Linked DNA regions of Oncorhynchus mykiss: region 1 is linked to region 2. The links are chromatin contacts, called in public Hi-C maps. All regions are on one chromosome and are shown on one strand. The core of a region is the stretch at or near the end of the contact, and the rest is flanking DNA. Distances in the headings are between cores, read along the strand shown.

Evidence for each region. Hi-C and Micro-C count contacts between places; a contact is called where the count stands out from the background.
Region 1: a contact with region 2 is called in a Hi-C map of blood, with 5 times the contacts expected there. The contact joins the promoter of LOC110533644 here to the promoter of LOC110533638 in region 2. A contact is called at or near these places in 2 of 3 Hi-C or Micro-C datasets (blood and liver).

The regions. Positions count from the first base shown.
Region 1 is chr10:30,971,270-30,973,969 of USDA_OmykA_1.1, reverse strand. It overlaps LOC110533644 (clathrin heavy chain 1), which reads right to left and starts at 1,277. Exons shown (of 32, transcript XM_036990060.1): 1 at 967-1,277. The coding sequence starts at 1,008.
Region 2 is chr10:30,740,433-30,743,132 of USDA_OmykA_1.1, reverse strand. It overlaps LOC110533638 (putative RNA exonuclease pqe-1), which reads left to right and starts at 1,349. Exons shown (of 6, transcript XM_036990056.1): 1 at 1,349-1,718; 2 at 1,944-2,277; 3 at 2,476-2,606. The coding sequence starts at 1,480.

The sequences.
Region 1 (2,700 bases), core at 28-2,527, 230 kb before region 2:
AACTTATTTCATTAACAGAACAGTAATAAAACGTATCTGTGATGGAAAATCATTAGTCAGTATGCATTCATACAAAAGTACATGAAAAAGCCTTATCTAATTATGTGTGAAGATGTGTCATACACCTGCTGATGACATGCTTTATTTAACTAGGAAAGTACATTAAGAATCATGAGGCAGGCAGCCCACTTAAACCTAATCTGCATGAATGAAAGGATATTCATGATACTGTTAGGGAAGGAAAGAATGAAACGTTGCCTATTCTTCAGTACTGACATTGAGGGAAATGACTATCAGGCTTGGTGTTAACTAGTGACCTCACACCGCCGGCTGAGCTAGACCTGCTTATTCAAAACTAAGGCAAGTACAGGTGTAAATGGAAATGTTAGCTTACTAATATTTGATCCGGGTTGAATGGTCATCACATTTAGATAGCTATAACGTGCGGATAAACACCCGGAATCATAATTAACGACAGATGGTTTATTGCTGAATTGGTATTAATTTATTTCCTTCATGTAGCGAGCTAGAACACATTCGTGAGCAGCTGGCTAGTAGATTTAGGCTAAGCTAACGTTAGCTGGGCTCATACTGGTTAGTTGGCAAACTACCTATATTGTAGCTAACGTTAGCCAACTATAACAATAAGTTATTGGCCTACTAACGACTTCGCCGTCCATACCAATGGGTAAGACAACTTGCTCGCTAGTTAGAAACGATATCTATATAGTTACTGTATCTAGTTAACTAATGTCATCCATCGTCAGCGTCCCACCGAGCTGGGCGACGATGTCATGATTAGCTAACTAGCTAACTCAGCCAACATTATGTTGAGGTCATTTTCATTCAGAGATAAGCGATGCTTGTAACTCGTCGGTTATGTTAGTATCCTAATGAACAATGAATGAGGAAAGTAATACATTATAATTTTTCAGAAATATCACCATTCATTCAACATAACGTTACCTGCAGGTGCTCCTGAAAGCGAATAGGCAGGATCTGAGCCATGGCGGTTCCTTTGCTCTCCTCCCGATTCTCCTAATGCTAACACACTACGGCTTCTTCTCAGATCCTAGCCGGACAGCCAGGAAAAGGCTAGTTTAAAGTCCAATTGGTTAGACTTGTATGACAATGTGTTGTCAATATACTGGTGATTGTAATTGTCCTTTTGCTGTTTACTTGCTTCCCCAGTGATGACGGTCTGATACCGCTGCACTGAACACACTGGACCTTCAATGGCGGTGGTGGAGGCTGCTCGGGAGAGAAACAATCCGGAAATGGCAGTGTACTTCAGTGGGGCGGAGGAATACACATATTTATGTTTCAAAAAGTGTAATTTCCAATCACGATTAGCATTTTATGTATAATATTCACAATTGAAAACTATTCATTTTCATACAATCCAAGAAAAATTACTAAAATGTAGTGCAAAGGGCGCATACAATTTCGGCGATTAAGGATGCATTGGTACTATTTCTTTGCGATTCGCCCTTTGATTTTTGCCACATCATTCGTCTTCGTGAATGAACGTCAGTTCCTACTTGCGTGCTACGGTTCCCAGTGGCGTAAAGTACTTAAGTAAAAATACTTTCAAGTTCTACTTAAATCGTTTTGGGTGGTATCTGTACTTTACTATTCATATTGACTTCTTTTACTTTTACTTCACTACATTCCTAAACACAATGATGTACTTTTTACTCTATACATTTTTCCTGACACCCAAAATAACTAATTACATTTTGAATGCTCAAACAGGACAGGAAAATGGTCCAATTCATGCACTTATCAAGAGAACATCCCTGGTCATCCCCCGCCTCTGATCTGGAGGATTCACGAAACACAAATGCTTCATTTGTAAATTATGTCTGAGTGTTTGAGAGTGTCCCTGGCTATCCGTAAATTGGGGAAAAAAACTAGAAAATTGTGCCGTCTGGTTTGCTTAATACTAGGAATTTAAAATGATTTATACTTTTGCAATTGCATTTACTTCTGATACTTAGGTATATTTAAAACCAAATACTTTTAGACTTTTACACAAGTAGTGTTTTACTGGATAACGTTCACTTTTACATGTCATTTTCTATTAAGGTATCTTTACTTTTACTCAAGTATGACAATTGGGTACTTTTCCCACCACTGCCGGTTCCCCACCGTTGAAGGCTTTGAAAGGGTTGTAGCCCTTATAATAAAAGCATGATATTAGAGTTTTGTACGCCTCTTGAATTCACTTGTTTATCTGGTCGATATTGTGTGTATTTGCTTTATCTTCAAACCACTCACTTTCTATAACTAGACTTTATTCCTCAACTAGACTTGATGCTAGCCCAAAAGTCGGCAGATGGCGATATTGAGTTATTTAATCTTACAGTCCAAAGGGAATCTATGCAGCTGGCTATACTTAACCAATAAGTTACGAGGAGGTGTGGCATATGGCCAATATACCACAGCTAAGGGCTGTTCTTAGGCACGTGCATAGTCACTTTAATAACTCTGCCTACATGCATATATTACCGCAACTAAACGGTGCCCCCCTGTGTATAGTCTTGCTATTGTTATTTTACTGCAGCTCTTTAATTACTTGTTACTTTTATTTCTTATTCTTACTCATATATATTTTTAACTGCATTGTTGGTTAGGGGCACATAAGTAAGCATTTCACTGTAAGGTCTGTTGTATTCGGCCCATGTGACTAATCAAATT
Region 2 (2,700 bases), core at 100-2,599:
GGTAGTGAGGTCTGCACAACGCATCACCGGGGGCAAACTATCTGCCCTCCAGGACACCTACACCACCCGATGTCACAGGAAGGCCATAAAGATCATCAAGGCCAACAACCACCCGAGCCACTGCCTGTTCACCCCGCTATCATCCAGAAGGCGAGGTCAGTACAGGTGCATCAAAGCAGGGACCGAGAGACTGAAAAACAGCTTCTATCTCAAGGCCAGCAGACTGTTAAACAGCCACCACTAACATTGAGTGGCTGCTGCCAACACACTGACTCAACTCCAGCCACTTTAATAATGGAACAATTGATGTAAAAATGTATCACTAGCCACTTTAAACAATGCCACTTTATATAATGTTTACATACCCTACATTACTCATCTCATATGTATATACTGTACCCTATACCATCTACTGCATCTTGCCTATGCTGTTCTGTACCATCCCTCATTCATATATTTTGATGTACATATTCTTCATCCCTTTGCACTTGTGTGTATAAGGTAGTTGTTGTGGAATTGTTAGGTTTGATTACTCGTTGGTTATTACTGCATTGTAGGAACTCGAAGCACAAGCATTTCTCTACACTCACATTAACATCTGCTAACAATGTGTATGTGACAAATAAAAATGGATTTGATTTTTGCAGCCATGGGTGGGCCTTGGAGGGCACAGGCCCACCCACTTGGTAGCCAGGTCCAGCCAATCAGAATTTGTTTTTCCCCACAAAAGCGCTTTATTACAGACAGAAATGCACCTCAGCTCATGAAACATGTGACCAACACTTTAAATGTTGCTTTTATATTTTTGTTCAGTATATCATTTTGGTATCTTGGCTGGTCAGTCCTGGCTTGCACCCATAGCCCTGTCTATTAATTTTAGAATGGTTGCGTTTCCTCAGACAGACAGTTCAATATCATTTAAAACCAAGTGTCCGGCAAATCCATGCATACACTAAGTCGCAATTTCCTAAATATGTTTTTACCGTCACACAATTCCTTCAATTTCGGGACATGTAACAGTAACTGTTCAGTCTTGCTGACGTCTGCTATTCTGTATCATGTATCATCTTCAAGCCTCAAGCGACTGAAGATCACAGATTGGTCATCGCCCAGCGGTCGCGTTTGTGATCTGCATAAAACATTGGGAAATGCTGGTCTTTTTCACCGCCTACCACGCCAAGTTCGCGCGCCCAACGGACCCCCGCCCACTCTCTTTCTCACCGCTTTCACAAGCCTCGATAATGAATGGGAAGGGGTGTTTCGCCGCGCGGCGCCGCGTGCTAGAGTACACGAGCCGTGCAGCGCGAGTCAATGAAGAACTCCTAGAAAAACATTGGTTGGCCCACAAATATTCTCTGACGTTATATAACGACGTCTGCTCGCTTCACTTCCTGGTTGACTGTGTGAATTTGTCCAAACATGACCGCGTGTGCTGTGTACAGGTAGAATAGATAAAAGGTATACCTTTTTTTGTACCTCATGGCTTCTGTCAGTGACCTGCAAGCTCGACGAGTTGAAAATAATAATACACGCACTCTGTTGAACTCAGAAGGCGTTTATGAAGCAGCAGAAGATAATTCATCCCAGATCATTCTGGAGAACCCCGATCCTGATATCGTTAAAACAATCTCACATTATTTCGATGTTGCTCTCAGTGGGCAGAAATATGTGTTATCCCATCCCGTCACAGACCATGGCACTGAGTCTTCAGCAGACAGGTAAGCACACGTGGAAAGATGAACCCAGATAAATTGGTTAAAAGTCAGTGCTGTGCCCTCAGCAATGCTTCTACATAAATGTGTGAATCATTCAGAATAGATTCCTATAGCTAGCTTATTACAACAATGTCAAGAAAAATTTATTTGAATTAACATTACAATTAACACAACCAAAAGTGTGAACATTGCAATGCTTGTTTTTCCCTTTTCTCACACATATATCAGTAGGGATTCAGGGGACAGCCTGTTCATAACTCAAGTGCCAGTGTCTGAGGTGGTGAGGTCTGTGAGAAGATGTCACTCAAAGGAGAGGTCAGAGTTCACATGTACCATAGAATCAGAGGAGGAGAGTGGGGACGAAGATGGACCTGCCACTCCCCAAAGGAAGCAGCAGGTCTCACAGGCAATGAAACATCACAAGAGGAAAGCAGAGAAGCATGGCCTGAAAAAGTACTCCTTTCCCTTTCTGGGGAGCGTTTACAGAAGTAAACCCCTATCTAGTCGAGAGTGGGCTTACAGAAACACACACCTACCACTATTAAATAGTGTGACCTTCTCGGTAAGTAGGCAGCACTTCTTGTGTCAAATTCGTATTGTAAAAAAAAAGATCCTTCATAAAATATAACAAAGTGCAGCTTCTGATACTTATCATTTGGATCATATATAGGCCTAATGTATTTGTGGGTAACTAATGTGTCATATGCTTCTAAATGTCTTCTCAGTCTCACTGACATTAAATCCCTTTTGTTTCCAATAGAGTAAGGCAATTGGAGGCTTTTTTAGATGTGTCAAAACACTGAAGAAGTTCTCTAAAGGAAAAGCGACTTTAGCTTCAGCTTTACCAAACAGATATCTGGATAAGGAAGGTGAACTGTCTCCGCTGTCAGAGTAAGGTTTCTACAGCTCTACATTTTGAAATAAGAAAAGGTTGTAATTGCTGGAGATGGTCAGTGCTTTTAAGGTAGATTTGAGCTATGAAATT